Regions from separate parts of the Gossypium hirsutum genome. Here all the other regions are linked to region 1. A link is a contact called in public Hi-C data. All regions are on one chromosome and are shown on one strand. The core of a region is the stretch at or near the end of the contact, and the rest is flanking DNA. Distances in the headings are between cores, read along the strand shown. Region 1 holds the start of LOC107952705 (Golgi SNAP receptor complex member 1-2). Region 2 holds the start of LOC107952767 (phosphatidate cytidylyltransferase 4, chloroplastic). Region 3 holds the start of LOC107934031 (axial regulator YABBY 1).

Evidence for each region. Hi-C and Micro-C count contacts between places; a contact is called where the count stands out from the background.
Region 2: a Hi-C map of leaf shows a contact between it and region 1, with 2.8 times the contacts expected there. The contact joins the promoter of LOC107952767 here to the promoter of LOC107952705 in region 1. A contact is called at or near these places in 3 of 34 Hi-C or Micro-C datasets (all in leaf).
Region 3: a Hi-C map of leaf shows a contact between it and region 1, with 5 times the contacts expected there. The contact joins the promoter of LOC107934031 here to the promoter of LOC107952705 in region 1. A contact is called at or near these places in 19 of 34 Hi-C or Micro-C datasets (anther, callus, fibers and 4 more).

What each region holds. Positions count from the first base shown.
Region 1 is chrA07:35,581,940-35,586,140 of Gossypium_hirsutum_v2.1, forward strand. It overlaps LOC107952705 (Golgi SNAP receptor complex member 1-2), which reads left to right and starts at 2,034. Exons shown (of 6, transcript XM_016887861.2): 1 at 2,034-2,425; 2 at 2,714-2,901. The coding sequence starts at 2,293.
Region 2 is chrA07:36,418,673-36,422,873 of Gossypium_hirsutum_v2.1, forward strand. It overlaps LOC107952767 (phosphatidate cytidylyltransferase 4, chloroplastic), which reads right to left and starts at 1,740. Exons shown (of 8, transcript XM_016887936.2): 1 at 1,201-1,740; 2 at 512-813; 3 at 141-331. The coding sequence starts at 1,470. It overlaps LOC107952765, which reads right to left. Exons shown (of 2, transcript XM_016887931.2): 2 at 1,817-3,510. The coding sequence ends at 2,029.
Region 3 is chrA07:36,140,342-36,144,542 of Gossypium_hirsutum_v2.1, forward strand. LOC107934031 (axial regulator YABBY 1) reads left to right here and starts at 2,182. Exons shown (of 7, transcript XM_016866365.2): 1 at 2,182-2,669; 2 at 2,835-2,987; 3 at 3,154-3,277; 4 at 4,075-4,123. The coding sequence starts at 2,574.

The sequences.
Region 1 (4,201 bases), core at 784-3,283:
AGTATTACCAAAGTATAGAGGACAACAACAAAACCATCCTAAAAATCACTTGTAAAACTAAGATTACATGCATAAGCAAGACTAAAAATCGTGCTATAAGAGCAGACAAAAATTTCTAAAACTGAAGACTTATTAAATAATGGAAAAGCAAACAAAAAAAAACATATAAAACTTAAGACAACACAAGTCTAAATCGACTCGTGAAATCATTTATTATTCTGAAATATTCTCAAAACAGAACCAAATTAAGAAACTGACGAAGAGCCACCCACTTTGTAAAAAAACTATTGGTGGCCGGTGGAGTTTTAGCGAACGACAAGCATTGTCATCTATCCATCATAACTTGTGAAGACAATAAAGATACACACAAAATAGATTTGCAAACTGAAAAAGAGAGAATACATGTGGAGTGAACGAGAAAAATAAAGAAAGAAAGAATTGGTGGGAGGGGAAAAATAGCGGGCGATAGCCAATCCGGAGGCTGGCACCGTCGTTGAGCAAAACAAAAAATAAGAAACAAATGGCTTGTTCATTCGTTATATATATATGTTAACATAGATATTTTTACTTTCAATCGTTAAAAATATATTAATCTATGTACTCTTTTAGATCGATATGGTACATATATCAAATCGATTCAAAAATTTACATGCATGACAAATACAATTATATTGATAATATAGAGAGAGAGAGAGAGAGAGAAAAGTGCACTAGACATCCCCAAACTATGACCCTCATTCTAAATTGACCCCTAAACTTAAAAATATTGTAATTACATCCCTAAACTATTGATATTATATCAATCATGTCCTTTAATTATTGAAACCATTAATTCAATAGTTAAATTACATGTCAAATGTTACGTGACATAATTTAAAATGAAAAATTTAAAGAAAGAAAAATGTTACCACATAAATTTTAAAAGTAAAAACTAAAAATAAAGTAAATTGAAAAAAGAAACAGCAGGTGATAAAACTTTTGTAAAAGCTTCGAAAACCTCAAAATCAATATTCTTACGACATCCCTTTTTACAATATTCATTTTTTTTAAACTTTTCATTTTAAACTATGCCACATAAGATTTGACATCTCATTAACGATTAAATTAATGGTTTTAGAAATGGAAGAACCTTATTGATATAACTTTAATAGTTCAAAATGTAATTAGAGTTTTTTAAAATTTAGGGACTAATTTAAAATAAAGTTATAGTTTGAGATGAATGGTGCAATTATCTATATATAGAGAGAGATTTTCTTTGCCATTTATAAGATTAATAATTGAGTTTTATATGAGATTCTTTTTATAATATTTTAATTACAGAAACTATTAATCTATATTATTATTTAAGTGTTTTATTGAGTTGGTGTCACATTTAACTGAGACAACTCAATTGTTAAATTATGTAAATACTTTTACATAATGAAAATAAGTTATATTATTTGAGAGTCCTTTAGTCTTTTTCATTTAAAAAAAAACTAAAATAATGCATTTATTGAGATTTGAACCTAAGTCAATTGTATGAGTAAAATTTTTAATTACCACTTAGCCAAAGCTTTATCTTAATACCTTTGTACATTTTAATTTTAATTATGCACACTTTATTACTTCTGTCAATTGTATATTTTAATAATGTATTTAATTGAGTTAGTGTCACAAGTTAACTCAACACTGGCTCAAGATTAATAATAACACAATGATAAACAATTAAATCTATTTTTAAATTTTAATATCATATATATTGAATGTGTAATTATTAGTAATTACTTTTAAGCCATGTGCTTCCTTTATTTTATGTTATTTTTAAATACAAATTTGTGGTTTGCACACGCATTTCTAACATAATGAATAATATAATTTATATTAATTTCATAAAATAAAATATATTATTTAATAAATTTAAAAAATTAATATTTAATATTTTATTTGACATTAGAAACTAATAGATATAGATGAGTAATTGGGCCTTCAAGAGAGTTTATTTTGGTAGAATGGAACCATAGTTTGATTCTCTTTTGGGCCCATGCTTAGGTTCAAGGGTCCAGATGCAAAATAATAAACCACGAATAACCAGAGAAGAGAGGATCATCGAAACTCTGAGAAACAGAAAATCAAAATTGAACGATCATCGAAAATAAAGAAAGCAAGTAAGCTTCCAACACTCAGCAGCATTTTTGAATTCTGTAATTGGATGAGGGTTACTAACCTGAAATAACTCAACCAATCTCCATCGTTGGATCCACATAAGAAACGAAACTAGAGCCAGGGATCCGAATTTCAAACACCAAGATCTAAATGACGGATCCAAATCTGGATCTGCAAGAATCGGGTTGGGAGGAACTCAGGAGAGAGGCTCGAAAGATCGAGGGTGATCTCGATGTCAAACTCTCTTCTTATGCTAAGCTCGGTGCTAGGTTCACCCAAGGAGGTTTGCTCTTTTACTGCTTCCTTTTTCATTTTATTATCTCTAGATTTTTGTTCCAAATGCTTCTTGTTTTGTGTTATATGGTTGCATTTTGATTTTCTTTTGGTAGATTACAGTAATTATGAATAAATCTGTTAAAAAAACTGAACAAACTCCAATGGCTGAATAGATTGGATCTTTAATACCAAAGAGCATATATTTTATTCCTTGTATTTAAATCGCCTTTGAAATCTGGTTAGATTCATTTTTCCCCTTTGTGATGATATATGTATTCACATTGAGCTTATCTAGATACTGGGTCGCCAACCGTTGGGTCAAGTAGATCATGGAAGTCTATGGAAATGGAAATTCAGTCATTGCTCGAGAAACTGCTGGACATAAATGATGCCATGAGCAGATGTGCTGCGTCTGCTGCTTCAACTACTTCAGTAACCCAGAAGCTTGCAAGGCATAGAGACATACTACATGAGTTTACTCAGGTTTATTTGTTGTCTACTCTGTAATTTTTATCTAGACTTGTTATTAGAACTCAGGTTTCCATGTTTAATTACCGGGTGCTATAAGCTTCAATGAAATATTAACATTTCCTGATATTTTGTCCTACATCACTGCTAGATATTAAATTATGTGTAGTGTATAGTCTTGCAACTTCTAATTATTGCTGTTGTTTTTGTATTCTTTTACCACTGCAATTGGAAAAACTCTCTTCCAACCTCTAAGTCATTGTCACCATTATGTTTGTGAGCCATGGTTCAAACTGATAATATACCAAATCATGACACCATCAAGGCATGCTTATAAACATGTTTGATTGGTTGTTTTGGCAATTCTTACTGGGATATCTGTACCTCTATTTGAAATAAAATATAATTCAGTTATTCTATTTATTAATTGTAATTAGTTCATGGTTCATGATTGTTACATGCCTGACAATCAGTTCAGTGGGATAAGAAATACAGTACAAGCAGCAAGTTAGCATTCTGTGTAAATTTGTTTATGGCAACATGAGTATAATTATACTATTGTTTTATTGTTGCTTTTCATTTTTGCAAAATGCTATATGAGTCAAGTTCTCAAAAGATTTTTGGTCCATGGTTTTTTTTTTTGTTGATAATTGATGGACTCGTTCCGGCAACTTCATATAGTTCCCTAGCAGTTTTAGAATTTGAACTTTTTACATTATATCTTTTGTTGTGTATTTGCTCTGTTCTCTACTTGTGTACTTGGGAAAAGTAATTTCCATAGACAATTGGGGATGTATAAAATCCTTCCCATTTACATGAAAAGTTTCTGCAGGGGTAGCATGTGATTTTCCTTTATGTTCAAGTTTACAGTTGCAAGTGCCCTAATCTCCTCTTTTCTTGAACCATGAGAGAAGTGGAAGAAGAGTGGCTGTTGGTGGTAGCTTAACAGACTGACCTAATCTCTAATTCATTCTCAATTTTTGAAAAATCATATATTTCTCCCCAACAGATTTACATTTCTGTATGATCCAAACCTGGGGTTGCTGTAAGTTCTTTATTTGCTACCCTGGCTCATTTCACTATAAATTTATGTTCCCATGATCCATGGAATTATTCTCCACTACACTTTCATTGTCATCAATTATAGATCGAACTAGGCTCCAAATGTGTTCACTCATCTGCTTTTTGGACTGTCAATTGTCTTTATTGCACTTTGGTTCATTGCTCTATAAATTATGGCATCCATGTTCCATTGAATTGCCCCTAGTTATTGCTGCTTTTGGCTGTTTATTATTTGGACTAGTTGATTAGTTTT
Region 2 (4,201 bases), core at 490-2,989, 840 kb after region 1:
TATATAAGCTATTGCTACTTTAAGAAAAGGCAATTCTCAGCTCTATCCTTAAAGCTTAGCAAATATTACTGTTTACCAGTCATAAATTTTTCCAATATTTAGATTTGCAAACAGAAAAGAGTGAGAACCCATATTCTTACTAGTATTCAAGGCAGGAGCTGCTAAACCACATCTGAGCTTAACCCAAAAACAAGGGAGGTAGCCACAATAAAATAACCCAAACATGGTACTGCTGAGCTGAGCAAAACGAGGGTTTCCTCTTTGCATGAGCAATGCCGTAGCCACAACAAATGCAGCAGATGTCACTGAAATATCAATATTCCCAAAGTATCTGACAATACAACACAACCTCGAAATAAATTACATGAAATATTTTCAAAAATTTTCACCAGCAAAGTAGGAATTACAAGTTTTTGAAGGCAAGATGTAGCATTTTAAACAACGACAAAGAAACCAACACATAAGTTGATATTATTGTAATGCACGCAACAACATAAGGTTACCATCTTACAATGTGAGAATGGGCATGAACGCACATATAACAGAGCAAACTCGCGAGACATATCGTGGAGGAGGTGTCATTCCTGCTGTGATTCCACGGCTCCTAACCAATTCAAAATACTCACGTGCACCAAGGAAAACAGCAGCAGCCAAAGCCACAGTGAAAACCCATCCTCCAGCTAATACAGCACCTCCGACAGAGATCCCAATACCAAGTCCGAAAACGATCCTTTTTCTCAACTGACTTGATTTATGTTGTAACTCAGAAAAAGAATCCTTTGTCGTTGGTAAGATAGCGCCTTGGTCAACTTCCTACAACATAACTGTTTGAGTAACCATATTTGAACAAAAGTTCCCTTTAATTGAATGGAGAAAAGTTGATAATCTCAACATAGATTAAAATGCTCATGCGTTATTTATGACTATTTCCATCATCTATCAATTACTTCAAGTTAGCCATTCTAAAAAAAAATTCCAGAAGTTTTTAAATCTCTGACCACCCAGGTTCTTTTTTCGCTAATTCAACATGAATTCAACTCTTAAAGATTTCAGATTCTTTTATATTGACACATCAACAGAAACAAACAGATTAATCAAACGTTTAAAATGCAGTACTAAAACAGTACTAAGTTTTTAAAACATATGCATATATATGATTTTAACGGAAACAAATCCGAGCACAACCATAATTAAAGGTACCTCCTCGGCATTGCTTTCGTCGATACTTTCGGGTTCAGCACGGGCGACGGCCGTAATTAACCGCCGGTTGACGTAAATACTGGTAGGACGAACCCGGAAGACTGATTGCGGTCCATGAAAGACAACGTTAAGCTTGAGTTTGGGGGTTCTTCTAGTGGGAATTAGGGTTTGGTTGGATAAGAGACGGCATGGGCAACCGCAGAGAGAAGTCACAGAAAGTGGAATCAGATTGTACCGACTGATTTCAACGAAAGAGGCGAAAGAGGCCATAAAAGATTTGAAGCAAAAAGAAAAAAAGGGACGTGTTCTATAATTATTAACGGAGAAAATGATGAGTCATATTTTATTAAATGATGATTGTCGGATTGAGGGATGGGGGAATTTCGAGAGGACTTGTCGTTTTATTATCTTTATTTTTATTTTTTATTGCTATTTTTCTTGGGATTTTACGGGAACGGTTAGGTTAGGTTCGGCTCTTTCAGTGGTTACGGAAATTGCATTTCTTTCTTTGAAATCAAAATGAAAATGGAAAAAGATAGATTCTCAAAGAAATTAGAGACGCCAATTACATGCCTTGAATTGATCTCTTGGACCTATGGCAAGAGCTGACACGGTAGAAAGAAAGCATATGTATCTATCTCATTATAATAGTAGTCGTAAAAATAATAATAAAGTTATTCTACTCAATAATCCTAATCATCCCCCACTTCTCTACCTCTTGACATGGCATTAATTTATTGTATAAATTTCAAGAAAGAGGTCTACCAATTCATGTTCAAGTTTAATCCTAAATTATTGCCACACTAAGAGGGACAAATGCGTTGGGACTTAGGCCGCTTCATTTTGCTCATTCTCTTCGGGGTCCTCCTCAGGGTCCTCAGGTTGCTCCAAATTATTGTTAGATTCCGACTCATCAACTGGGTCCAAGGAGGCTGTTGTGCTATCTCTTTTTGACATTGATGTTGTTGCAATAGGGTCATCCATGGGGGGAATCTCTGTGTCTAAATCCCCACTCTCCATCTTAAAAGTTGTTGGAAATTCAGTCTTAGCGCTGAAAGATTGCTGCTGACTCACTTCATTCTTTTCAGATTCTGAACCTTGACTATTTGCTCCCCTATCTCCTGCAGATGGTAAGGCTTCAGACTTCGCTGCAGTATGTTGCTGCCAAGTTTCAGCTTCCGCCATCACACCCAATCCATTCCTCACTTCTGATGTGGCTAATAAACCTTGAGGAAACTCATGCTGGTACTGGTTTCCTGAACTTGATAATGGTGCTTGTGCAGACTCCAATGTTGCTATTGGTAGAGATACCTGAGGGCCCGCTAACCCCGGGACTTGGGCTTGACTAAGGACATAAGTCAACAGCTGAGCTAAAACTACTTGTGGGTCCGTAACACCCTGTTGAATTTGAGGGACCAAGGGAGGTGGTGGAGCACTGATATTAGGTGGATAAAGTGCTTGAACTCCAGCTTCTCCATATAAAGCCCGGTGCCCGTGAAACCTCTTCATATTTGCAATATGCTTTTTACCAGCCAAATGACAGTTAAAAACCACCTGAGTTTCACACTTAACGTTGCACAATTCACACATAAAAGGAATACCTCCCTTTGGTTTGGGAGGCTCAGATGGTCTTCTAGATCCTTCATTTCTTTTCACATATTTACCCCCTCGTCCCCCTCTCATCTTACGCTTCAAACCACGGCCCCGAGCTTCAGAGGGATTCCTTAAATTCCTTTTAGCTTCTGCAGGACCAGTTGTCGATGCTTCAGGTTTATTCACAATGTCCTGCTGCTGCTCAATTTCTTTCTTGTTGTCAGTAGTGGCAGCCAAGGAGGGAACCATCTGTTGATGTTGTTTTTCCTCAGATCCCTCAACTTTCACCAATTGAACAATTTCTGATCCCAAATTAGGCACTTGCACACTTTGCTGTCCAGTTATAACTCCATTCCGCTTCTGCAGCTCTTCACGTACCTGCAAGTTTTTCTTATGCCGCTTTCCATTCTTATGCTGCTCCAGGATTTCTGGTCTGTTGCAATCAACCCTGCAAAGTTCACACCAAGCCATGCGTGGCGGTGGCCGGAGTGGAGCAGCAGGCACCTGAGCTGGTAATGTTGCATGACCTGGAACTGATGCTGCAGGTAGCATTGCAGCAGCTGCTCCATTTGGATCTAAAACAGAATTTGGTATAGCTGATGCTGCACCATTTGAAGGAGTATGCTGACTGCAATTATGGGCATGACCAGCATGACCCAAGGTGCCCCCTCTAAAAGGCCTCCTACCCCTTCTTCCACCCCTATATGCAGATTGCATCTGTAGAATACATTCGAAGATAAGGTGCAATGTGAAATCAAAATAGTTATCAGATTCTAACAAGATCAAATAAATCAGAATAATAAGGCCAAAACCAATCTCAACTAAGCAATGTGAAATTAACTCAATCAGACAGAAGTGGCAACATAACATAGATATAGAGTATGGACATACATGTTGTGCCAACATGCAGCTGAACTGACCTTATAAGTAATCAGACAGGTAACAAGCTTACAACTCAGGTGCAATAAATTGGGACATAGGTTTTGAACAATATCAAAAATAAATATCACTAACAAGAAATATCCAACTTTTAATGCACACATTAATCACACTATACTTATAGAATATTAGTTTTTCAACAAACTGAAAATTAAAGATACTGTAAAAACATTAAAACAATTAGAACCACAACAACACTTTCAAGAATGTTTACCAAGAGAGAACTCTGAGAAATCTAGCATTAAAGGATCTTACACACTTCAAATATTAAAAAATTGATGACAAGACATAAAAGCAAATACTTCAAGGTCGTAACAAGATGTGCTGTTCAAAGCCAGAATATAGTTAAAAAATTCCCGCAAGTACTTTTGCCACACAGCACAATGAACACTAGGTGTGTCTTTGGACCCATAAAGAAAGAAAGTATAATTACTATGGTAGTAATTACGCAGCCTTATAATCATAAGGA
Region 3 (4,201 bases), core at 932-3,431, 560 kb after region 1:
TTTTATCCTTTTATAACTCTCTAAATCTATAATTATAGAAAGTCCATGACAATATCAAAATAATTACATTTTAGTCCCTAAACTAAAAACTAACAAATTTCATTTTATAAAAATTCATCAATGGCAACATTTTAAAACTTTAAAAATTGTGAAAACGGATACACAGGTTAGCTAAATCAAGTTACAACAATCTCAAAAATATAAAATTTACAAAAAACATGATTGAATTAGCTTACCATGCAAAGAACACAAGTTTGGCCGAATATGAATCTTCAGCCACGGCTTCCCAAGCTTTCCTTTTTTTGAAGAAATGGTAATGGTAGAAATATAAAGATGATGACTTTGATTTTATCATTTTTATGCTTTAAAAACTTATATTAATTTAATTATAATATTTTTTAAACATTTTTCCCATAAAACACTACATAACCGTCCACCCCAATTCTAGATGGGGTCCAATTGCCACTTTGGTCCTTAAATGATTACCAATTATGCCTTTTAACTAATAAAAATCTATAACGATAAAATTTTATAATTTTTACGATTTAGTCCTTCTACCTTAATTAATCACTAAATCAGAAAAATTACTTATCAAAAATGTAATCTACTTATACAATGACTCTGTAAATATTTACAACCTCAATTTATGAAAAAAGAGGTCCCAATACCTCATTTTCCAAAACCACTAAGTTTAAGGTTGATACACTAGTACTTTAAGTAGCTTTCCAATTAGAAAAGTTGCTAAACCATAGTTCAATGTATTACTAAATTATACTCGTAAATATTAAATAATAATATTTACGAACTAGGATATCAATTTCGAAACCACATTTTTCGATCCCACAGAAATTTGGGTTGTTACAACTACTCCCAAAAGAATGTCGCATGTATGACAATTGTTTGATGATGTTTCATCTTCTCCAACTAGATAAACCTTTAAGGGAGCCTCGAAGCATGTCTCGCGGAAGGCCACTTTATTACCTCCCGCTCGACTAGGGGGCTATTAGTATATACCTTTTACCAAGAGGACACATGTCAACCCAAGATATGTTGTTGACTATGCATTGGCTTCCTAAGCATGACCCACCATCCCACTTCAAACGAAACCTACCATTCAAGCTTAAAGAGAATGCTATCCTAATTTGAACACTCTTCCAAGACAATAAGGAGTCTATTTAGGCTTGACTACCTCATGCTAATAGAATCCCATAACATGTGCCTATGATTATCTGTTTTGCAATTAATGGGATTAAATATTTATCTAGCCAATATCATACCAATGGACAAGAGAGCCTTTCCTATAAATACCTTGGAGAACTAAGAACAGGGGATCGACTTTTCAGCACCCTAAAGTTACTCTCAACATTTATCCTCTCAATCACCTTGTACTATTGTCCTTGTCCCAACTCTCGGCCTTTACAGGTGATCCAACCTCCATAGCACCACTTGATCTCATTCTTACCCCTTCTTATCCTCTTTCTTTGTATCTTGTATCAACAATATATATATCAATTAAATTATTATGTTTACATTTGTCATTAATATATATGTATAAAAAAATCTTTTGATTCTTGAAATGATAGCATTTTTACCTCTTCATTTGGAGATGGAAAGGAGAAAATAAAATTTTAGGGAATTAGATTTGAATTATAAATTTTTGAAGAGTCAAAAATAATTTTACAATTATATTAATTTATAATTTTATAACTTTTCAAAGAATTTAGTAGTAATTATACCATTGGGGGGAGCGAGACCATTGCCCTCTACCTTACTATAAAGAAGTTTTAAAATAAGTTAAAAAAATAGTTTAAAAATTTACAAATCATATAAATTGTTTCTTTTAAAAATATTATTTATATACTTTTTTTTTAGGTAACAATCAATTATATACTTCTCATATTGATTTTTTCTCAAGTGCTGAGTTAAAAAAATAATTTTAGAAAAGGAGGTTTTTTTTATAAATAAAAAAATTGATATATGTTGCCCGGTTAAGGCAGCCATGGAATTGTAGAGAACCGAGAAAAGGGTTCACCGAGCCCCCTCTTTTTAATCTTAACTGTGAAAACAACAGGTGAATGAGCCAAAGCTATTCACTACCATGCATGCACACGTCCCTTTCTTACTTCTACTCTCTCTCTCTCTCTCTCTCTAATACAAGCACACATCCATTGGGAATGCCAACCATTCATTTTTCTTTTGCCTTTAAACCTAAAGCCGTTTATTATTATTTCCTCTTTTTTTTTCGGTTTCAACCGGGGCCTCAGGCCTGTTTAAGAGACATCCATAACCTGTACAAATTGCCATTGAAACTACAACCATGTACAAATGAGCAATATTTGAAATCACTTTCTGCCTCTGTTACATCTCCTAGTATATTAGTAGTATCCCTCTTTCTATCTTTTCCTCAATCCTTTCTTTGTATCTCTACCTTAGCATAACTCAACATCCAAGAGGATCAGATCAAGTTGTGAGAAACCTATCAATATCTACTGATCAGTCAATCTATCAATCAATCAGATCCAAAGCTTCATATCAAATAATAATAATAATAACAAAGGAAAAGAAAAAGAAGGATGTCTTCCTCATCAGCTGCTTTTTCACCGGACCACGTCTCTCCCTCCGATCAGCTCTGTTACGTCCATTGCAACTTCTGTGACACTGTTCTCGCTGTATCATTTCCTGTCCCTTTCTCTCTTTTCTTTTCGTTCCCATTCTGCTTCATATTACTCCTCCAAAGTCCCTTTTTTTTGGCTTTTATACATGTTTTAGTAGTTGTTGTTGTTTTTTACAATTATGTTCCTTCTTGTATTTTGTATCGTTTCTCATTTTCTCAGGTGAGTGTTCCTCGCACTAGCTTGTTCAAGACTGTTACGGTTCGATGCGGTCACTGCACCAATCTTTTGTCTGTCAACATGCTTGGTCTCCTTCTTCCTACAACTAATCAGCATCACGTTGGTCATTCTTTCTTCACTCCTCACAATCTCCTGGTATGCATGTATTTTCTTTCTCGAGAAATTAGGGTTTCAAATCAACAAACTTGATTAACCGTCTAAACTTGCTTCCCTATTTAATTTTTCACGTACTCTTAGTTTCTAGTTAAATTTTAGTCCAAAAGTTGGGTTACAATTTATTTACAATTTTACAATGTGGCAGGAGGAGATCCGAAGTAGTGCAACAACAAATATGGTAATCAATCAGCCAAACCCAAATAACTCTCTTATGCCTCCTATTCATGGAGGTGCTGAAGATATTCCCAAACCTCCGGTGGTCAATAGACGTGAGATTCTTCAACATTTAATCATTGCTTTTTATTTTTATTCTTCAAATCTCCCTTTTCAGTAGCTAGAAATTTAGAAGCTTAGCCACACAAATCTATCTGGGGGTCTATTTCTTGAGAAGTCAAAGTAACGTTTTCACTATGCGAAAGCTCCTTTTCCAATTCCAAATAAAAACGTCAAGACCCCTATGCTTTACAACCCTACGTCCCTATATTTCAAATGCTTTCTTCTCTTTTTTTTTTCTTTTTTTTTTGGGGGGGTGGGGTTTCTTTTAAGACCACCTTATTTTTAAACGATATTTAATTTAATCTTTTAGCTATTTCATCCCTATTTGGCAGCAGTTACAGAGAAGTCCTTTGCCTATGAATGATCATTATTATTCTTCTTATTTTTGTTACTTTAAATTTGAAAGTCTTCTCTTTTTTATTGCTTTCCAGACAAAAATCTTCACAAACTTCATTTTCTCCAATTTTTTCGTTTTCTTTTATAGCATAAAAGCCCCGTCTTTTTTTTTTCCTTCTTTTTGGTGATAAAATGGCAACCTTACTAGTTACTATCAAACCCTAGCGTTCAAGATTTCGCTAACTAAAAGTAAAAAATATGATGAAAAGAAGAATCCATGCAAAAGATAGATCTGTACCTGTTGAGAGAAAATGGTGATGATGAGGTGATGATGAAGAGAGAGAGAGAGGGAGATAATGAAAGACAAAATGTTACCAAAAAAAGTCAGTGAGGTGATTTTAATGCATGTGTCTCTTTGTTTGTCTGTGCTCTGTCTGTTTTTTATAATGCGCAGCTCCGGAGAAGAGACAGCGAGTCCCATCTGCCTACAACCGCTTCATCAAGTAAAGTGTGATTAATCCCATGCATAAATTATTTACCTTACCTTTGTTTGTCCTTCTTTCCATATTTACAAAATCAAA